Regions from separate parts of the Callithrix jacchus genome. Here region 2 is linked to region 1. The links are chromatin contacts, called in public Hi-C maps. All regions are on one chromosome and are shown on one strand. Each heading gives the region's core, a stretch centred on a gene start, on an enhancer-like site or on the middle of the called end of the contact. The rest is flanking DNA. Distances are from core to core; before and after follow the strand shown. Region 1 has its middle 37 kb from the start of WDR5. Region 2 overlaps RXRA (retinoid X receptor alpha).

Evidence for each region. A called contact is a pair of places that touch in the nucleus more often than the background predicts.
Region 2: a contact with region 1 is called in a Hi-C map of skeletal muscle, with 7 times the contacts expected there. The contact joins two enhancer-like sites. A contact is called at or near these places in 3 of 3 Hi-C or Micro-C datasets (induced pluripotent stem cells and skeletal muscle).

The regions. Positions count from the first base shown.
Region 1 is chr1:182,739,221-182,743,028 of calJac240_pri, reverse strand. No RefSeq gene overlaps it. Among named protein-coding and RNA genes, the nearest start is that of WDR5, 37 kb to the right of the region's middle. Within about 2 kb of position 2,083, at least 2 of the 16 cell types and tissues checked have an H3K27ac peak or open chromatin away from gene starts, as enhancers often do. A contact at or near this core is called in skeletal muscle, where this site is marked.
Region 2 is chr1:182,997,685-183,001,492 of calJac240_pri, reverse strand. RXRA (retinoid X receptor alpha) reads right to left here. Exons shown (of 11, transcript XM_078350648.1): 11 at 191-3,808. It also overlaps the pseudogene LOC100895117. Among named protein-coding and RNA genes, the nearest start is that of RXRA, 110 kb to the right of the region's middle. Within about 2 kb of position 2,067, at least 9 of the 16 cell types and tissues checked have an H3K27ac peak or open chromatin away from gene starts, as enhancers often do. A contact at or near this core is called in skeletal muscle, where this site is marked.

The DNA of each region.
Region 1 (3,808 bases), core at 834-3,333:
GAGACCCGGGCAGGAAGAGATGAGAGCAGTCGGGTATCCGTTAGCCAGCGAGGGCCCTGCAGGGAGCCCGGCAGCCACACAGACTGGCAGCGGAGAGGAGATGCGGCCTGTTTACAATGAGAAGGGCCCATGGCAGGATCTTTGGGCCAAGGAACCCTGCAGAGAGCTGTGACCTGGCTCCCAGCCTCTGCCTTCCCCGCCTTCCCCACCACCCCCAGGAAGAGACGAGGGCTGGCTGTGAGGTGCTGCGGGCGCACATGCCTCTAAGGAGACGTTGCTTCATCTGAAATGAGGCCAGTGGTGCCAAACTGAAAGGGGCGTGGGGAGGGGCAGTGCCTGGGCATTTGCCCCACCTGGCGGGGCCCATCTCAGCCTCCCTGAGGCCAGGTGCACTGTGGGGCCACAGAGATGCCCTGGCACAGAAGTGTGCTTTGACCCTCAGCCCATGCACCTGTGGGCAGAGCACACTCACCCAGCCACCCCCACGACTGGTAGGCATCCATGCCAGGCCCAGGCAGGCTCCTCTCTCACCTCCACTCCTGCCATCCTCAGCTGTGAGCTCGAAGCCCCTTGGTGCCACTTTTGCCATGGGGCCCCTGCTGGTGCACTCTGGACAGCACAGCAAGCCAGACCAGGGCAGGAGTGTGGCCTCTGTCGTGGGCACTGCCTCAGGGTCTTGCAAAGAGAGGGAGACTACATCCAGCTTGGGCACCTGGTGGGGGCAGCACAGCCAGCCCAGGGGGCTCCTGGAGGAGAGGGGGCAGAGGCAGAGACCCTGAAGCAGGAAGAACTGGGGGTGCTCAAGGGACGGAAAGGAGGGGTGAGGACCCGAGGGGGCGGCTGTGGTTGGCGTGGATGGTAGGTGCCCTGCCATCTGCCCATTCCATCAGGGCTGACAGAAGGTGCATTGGAAGTGTGAAAAAGCCGACTTTCTCTGGTCCACCAGGCCCTGGAATCATGTGTTCCACGTGTCTCAGCGCCCACGCACTGGCGAGCTCAGGGTCTTCCCGGATGTGGTTAAGTTACTGGGAAGGAGATTGTCAGGATTGTCCAGGTGGCCCTAAATCCAATAACAACTGTCCTTAGGAGACATGCAGGGGAGAGATCTCGGGGGGAGAGGAGAGACCAGGGAGGAGAGGAGAGACCCAGGGGCAGAGGAGAGACACGGGGGGAGAGGAGAGACCCAGAGGGGAGAGGAGAAACACGGAGGGGAGAGGAGAGACCCGGGGGAGAGGAGAGACATGGTGGGGGAGGAGGAGGGACACTGTGGGGAAGGAGGAGGGACACAGGGAGTAGTGGAGTGAAACATGGAAGTGGAGGCTTGTGTGGGGACAGAGGCAGAGTTGGGAGCGATGTGGCCAGCAGCCAGGGAACCCCTGGAGCCTCTAGAAGCCGGGATCGGCCGGCAGGACCCTCCCCTGACGTCCATGAGACACCTGGCTTCTTCGGCCTCCAGCACTCAGAGAGTCATTCTCCATCGTCTGCAGCTTCCTAGCACGTGGTCACTTGTCACAGTAGCCCCTGGACACCCACAGAGAGCTCTCTGTGCTCCTCAGGGACCGAGTGGGACCCGGCCCTAGTTATCCGGACCCAGTGTCTGTGCCCCTGACCCCGCTGTGTGCCAACCACCCTGGAGTCAGAGCTCCTCCAGGCAGTGCCAGGGCCTTCCCACATTTATTCAGGGTTCCCACAGAACCCCAAGCACCTAGTCCAAGGCCAGCTGATGGGACATGTTTGGTCACCCTGCACTCTGGAGCCTGTGCCAGGGTCTCCTACAGCCAGCAGCCACATGCGGTGCCTGCAGGGAGCAGCTGCCATGAGCAGCCCCACTCAGCAGGGCCAGAAATAGCAGAGGCTGCTGGGGCCCTGGGGCCAGGCCAGGGTCCCTGGGTCAGGGTCAAGACGCTCTGGGCAGTGTCCTCCCTGTTCCCCAGGACGTTGGGGCCCAGGCCTGTGGCCTGAAAGATGACACCCACCCCGGCTCTCCCATGATCTTGGGCAAAGTGCCTCCCCTGCCTCCTGGTGGGAGCCGGGACAGAGCTTCCCCAAGTGGACACTGCGCCCCTCACAGCAGGAGGGTCCAACAGGAGCCCCCACCAGTGGCTTCCACACCTCCCTCACCAGGGACAGCTCTGGGAGCGCCTTCTGCTCCGTCACCCACCTCACAGGGTCCTCCAGCCCACCCTGGGCCCCCTAGCCCCTCAGAAGCTGGCACTGTGACAGTCCCCACATGGGCAGGGTCGTCCAGCATGCATCTCCAGACCTGCACTCCCAGATTTCCAACAGCGGTTGGTTCTTCCTGCCCCTCTCAAGAGTAGCATCTACCACCGTGAGGGCCATCAGGGAAGGGGACAGCTGGGAGGGGCACGCTGTTTGCAGAGATCTGGACTGGCCTCCTCCCCGGGGCAGGGCCCAGACGAAGCACCCTCCAGACAGAGCACCCAGGGGCCTGGGGAAGACAGATGGGCCTGGAGGGGGCTGGTGGGTGCCTGGAGCGAGTATATCCCCACCCAGGCAGGCCAGCCCCCCCCCCCCACCCGGACAACCACCAGGACTCCCTGGGCTGCCTCCTCCATGCTGCCCATCTCTGCCCAAACCACCTCTCCCAGCAGGGAGAAAGCCAGGTCCTGTGGAATCTGACCCCATCACCTTCCTCCTCCCTGGGCCCGCCCCAACCCGGGCTCCTCCTGCTCCTTGCTGTTCTAGGGAGGGGCTGCTCTTCCCTGCCCCAGGGCCTTTGCGCAGCTGTATCTTCTTACCAGAGCCCTCTTCCCCTCTTCCCGGCAAACTCCACCTTGTCCTTCATGCTGTTTCCTCAGGAAGGAGCTCTGCCCACCCCTAAATGAGTTCCCCCAGCTCCCAGGACCCGCATGGCCGAATCCAGAAATCATCTACCTAGAGCTGGAGCTCCAACAGAGCAGGCCCACGTGCCTGTTGGGGACAGTCTTCTTGCCAGGGCCCGGCACAGGGCAGGACACCCACCGGCCCGCTGCAGGAAGGAGGCCTTCCTCCCCAAGGACCCTGCCCTACTCAGACCTCTTGGACCAGCAAGTCCAAGCCCCTGTATGCTCGGCCCCCACAGCCGCCAACCTTCAAGGGCCTCCCTGCGCCAGGCGCTGCACCACCCCCAACAGCCCCTACCAAGCAGGTACAGCTTCTCCTGCCATTTACAGCAGAGAAAACAGGTGCAGAAAAGGGAATGGGTGTCCTGGGGTCCTGGGCTTCTAGGCAGCCTCACTGCAGCCCCTCACAGCAGTCCAGCTCCACACCTGAGCCCTGGGGGCCATCCACTCCCTGGCCGGAATGGACCCTGCGGGCAGAGGAGAGACACGAGTCCACCCCCCAGCCCCAGGAGCTCGAGTCCTGCCCCCAGCTCTCTGATGGGCAGCACTTTTCAAAGCATGTGTCTGCAGAGCCCTAGACCAGGGGTCAGGGGTTATGGCTGCTGCTCTGGGGGGACGGAAGTTTAGGAAGCACTGGGTGGGCAAGGGGGTGCAGGCTTCTTCCATGCAGTGCCTCTCGGAGCCTTTAGCCACTCTGCGCTGAACCCTGGGGAGAGCTTCGAGCAGGACTTCCCAAACACCTTCGGCCATAGGTGAGGGGCTGTGGCTCCCAGCAGACATCGGTCCCCACCCTGGCTCTCTGACAGACAGCTGGGCCAGCGTGGGCTCTGCAGTTACACAGCGCTGCCTTCAGAGTCCTTCTCTCTTCCCCACTAGCTGGGGTCCTCTGGCTTCTGCTTTCTCCTCAGTCACAAAGAGGAAGCAATGTGCAGCCCCCAGCGCCAGACATCATGCACGTGGGCACC
Region 2 (3,808 bases), core at 818-3,317, 260 kb before region 1:
GCGCCCATAGGCATGGTGCCCATGGCTGCTGACAGGTGCTCTCATGGAGGCCCCTGGGAGGAGCGGCAGAGCCCAGTGAACAGGGAACTGTCAGAGCGTGGCCCACAGGACCTGGTGGGGAGGAGGCGGGGCTGGTGGGGGCTGCCCGCAGGCCCCCCGGCTACAAACAAAAAAGTCCTCAGGCAGAACAAACAAGAACTGAACGGCGATGTATTTTAAACACTCATATTTTGTTTCTTCGCTCACGTTTCTCCCTTTGCGTGTTTCTTTCCCACAATTCTATGCCACTGTCCATCAGACCCTGGCACCTGTGGCTGCCATGTTTCAGACGATCGTAGGGGAAGCCGTTTCAGTCAGTCACAGGAAGGCCGGCCACAGGACACAACAGAGCAAGGCTTTAAAAATTACTCAAAAGGGGAAGAAAACCCTTGAAAGCCTCAGGCCCACCCTTCTGTCCCCAAGGAAGATGCCCCCGGCGGCGGTTTCCTCCCAAGCCTCGCCGCTGTCACAGGGGTCCTCTCCTCTGCCATCGTCTGCCCTGGCATCTCTCGGAGGAAGTTTTCACATCAATCTCTAGAAGCAGAAACAAAACAGTCCCAGCCCTCCCCCGCCATATCCAAGTATACATGAGGGATAAAATTACATTTGTACAAAAATAGATTTTTTTTTACCTTTCCAGATGCTTTAGACATTTTCTCTTATCTTTACTCTCGTTATGTATCCGTCATCCTCTCTAAAGTATTAGCTATGCGTCCCAGCTAAGGCATTGCTAAGGGTTGGGAACGGCTAAAGCTGTCTGCTCCAAAGCATCTTAAAATAGATGCATCTCCTGCCTTGAGATATTCATTCGAACCCGGATTTCACCAAAGGAGGGTCCTTTTGTACTTGCTTACACTAAGCAAATTTATAGGAAAACAGGGGAAACGTCTTGATTAAAAATAAACACGAAACATTGGTAACTGCTCCGCCTCTCCGTGGCCCTGGTGCGTGGCTCTCCACACACATCTGTACAGCACATACATGCTTACACCACACACCTGCATGGATGGGCACCAGGTCACGCACCCTGACCACAGCGTGGACATCAGCCGGCCACCCACAGGCTGCACATGCCGGCCAGGCCCTCCTGGGTGCCCCATGGGGAAAGGCTCAGGGTCTTCTCCAGTACTGCCATTAGGCTGCCAGCCCAGAATTCTTGGGGAACACCGTGACTTGGAACACTGAAGGTCAGGGCTGTCTTTCCCAGAGCCCATGTGCTTCCAGGGTGCAGAGGGCAGGTGGCTGACACAGGCCCTAGGGTGGAGGGTCCCAGCAGGCCGGCTTCCAAAACACACCCGATGAAGCCTAGGGTGGCCTGGCTCTGAGGCATCTTCACTCCTCAGCCTCAGAAGCCCCATCGGAAGGCAAAGAAAGGAGGTGACCAGCTGAGGAACACACCCGAAGGCGCTGGGGTGCCCTGGTGGCCCAGGAAGCAGCCACTGTGAAGGGGGGCCTGCGGGAAAGCCGCTTCATCCAGCAGGGCCGAGCCGGGGACAGGCACAGGTGGCTAATGAGCTGATGTTAGTGCTATCTTTAGAAAATTAAAGATTGTCCCACCAAAATAATTACCAAAAAATCACCTTAAATTGAACCAGATTGGTAATACTACTACAGGTCTGGTTAAATAGAAACTCTACCTCTCTACTCAGTAACGAGCCACACTCCTCACGAGTCACCTTTTCAAACCAACAGCACTGGTTGTACAAGCACAAGGCCGATGAGAAGGGGCAGGAGGGCTGCAGGAAGAACCCTGGCCACGAGGGCTGGTGGGGAAGGCTGCAGGGGCCGGGGAGGCCAGGGTTCTGCTTTCAGGGGTTGGCGGCCCACGGCGGGGTCCTCAGTGCTTTACAGACAGGCAGCCAGAGCTGGAAATGGCAGGGTTGCCAAGAAGCCGAGCCCCCAAAACCGAGGCCCCAGCCCTGGGCTTCTTCCTCTGGAGCCACGGGCATTCCCGAGTGTCTGGGCGCAAACGGACGGGCACTGGCTGCAGAAGGCACCAGGTGTTGCTGTGGGGTCTCTCAGGCTCCCATCATTGGGCCCCAGAGCACCTGCACCCTCCAGTTTCCACCATGCTCCAGGGGCAGCCGGGGCTCCCGGGCAGTGCCTGGAAGGGGCCCAGCTGGCCAGGGGCCTGTTACAGGTGTGAGGCTCGTCAGTCTGCCTCAGGATGGTGGCTGGACAGAGGGCACCTCTGGGGATCCACGCCACTAAAAGGCAGGAATGGAGGGGGGCAGGAATGAGAGGCTTCTGGAATCTCTGACAGTCTCTGTCTCGGGCAGACTCAGCTGCAGGCTCCACCCAGTCCCTCAACTGAGCTCTGGCTGGAAGCTCCAGGAAGGCAAAGAATGAACACTTTCCTCCCCACCAAGGCTGGAACGCTGCCTCTCTGAGCCGCTGCCTCTGGCCCAGCCCCCCAGGCAGCTCCCCTCCCCACAGAGGAGCCCCTACTGGGGCACCCCACACTCCCCTGCTCCAGGTGGGGAAAGCCTTTGGAGAAGACGCCTACTCCCCCACTCCATTCCTAAACTGCTGCTGGAAAGACAAGGCCCCCTTCTGCATCCCCCCACCCGTCTGCTGTTCAGGCACCTGCTACTGACAGGCTGGGTCCACGGGACTGAGGCGTGAACAGGAAAAGTACTCAGGCCAAAGGAAGGGCCTTCCAGTGCAAAAGGGGCGAGTTCACCCTGAGAGAGCCCTGCACCACTGGACAGGGGAGCCTGGGGGAGGAGCGCCGGGCCACACAGGGCTGAGCCGGGGAGGCCCTCAGCCCCCCGCCCTGGTGAGGCTCCCAAGTAAGGCTCTAGGTGAGCAATGCTGTCTCTGGACACCACCAGCTGGGTGGTCTCACCAGGGCCTGCGTATGACCCAGGACCAAGGGCACTGTGACTCAGGGTTCTCAGGTTCCAAGTCTTTTAGACACACTGGTAGCGGAGAGAAGGCCTGAGTGAGGGTCCCACCGATGCAGGCCACGAGGTCCCAGTTCCTGAGCCCCTCTCTCGAGGCCACCCTGCTCCCCTCCCGTCCACACGGGCCTCACAGATGGTTGCAGGTCAGCAGAGCCCTGTGTTTCCAGCAAGGCCAGGGATGTGGTGACGCCCCATCCTGCCCAGCCAGGGCCAGCTCCACAGGAACCAAGGACAGGCCTCAGCCCACCTGGCAGAGCGAGAAGACTCAGGCTGGGGAGGGACCGAGGCACTCCGGTCTCAACAGGAAGGGGGAGTCTGAAGCCAGGACACCAAGGCAGAGAGAAAACCAAGGGGGTGACACCCGTCCCTGCAGCCTGGAGGTGGCCCTGAAACCCTGCACAGAGGTCGGCTCATATTCTTGTTGGCTCGAGGGCAACACCGCAAGTTATCTTTGGAAAAAGACGCTACTCTCCCTTCACTCACAGCACAGGGCAGCCTGCTGGCCCCTCTCATCCCCAAGGCGGCTGAGGTCTTGGCTGATGACGAGCCAGCCTGTGCCCCCAGCTGTCCCCTCCTCCTGATTAAGGGGAGCTGTCATGGGCAGGCGAAGACGTCACTCCAGACAGGAGGGCCACCCGGGAATTCTGAAAACCAGCATCGCTCAACAGCAATGGGAACCGAGGCCCTGTTCCCAACTCCTGCAGCTCCTGGGCCCGGAGCCAGGAGACCCCTGTGAGCCACCCAAGCCCCGTGGGGTGTGGCAGAGTGTCCCGAGAGCCCGGTGGGGAGGCGCCTGGCTGGGCTCATTCTAGTTCTTGCCACTCAGGCTGCCGCCTCAGGAAAGCCACTGCCCTGGGCCACAG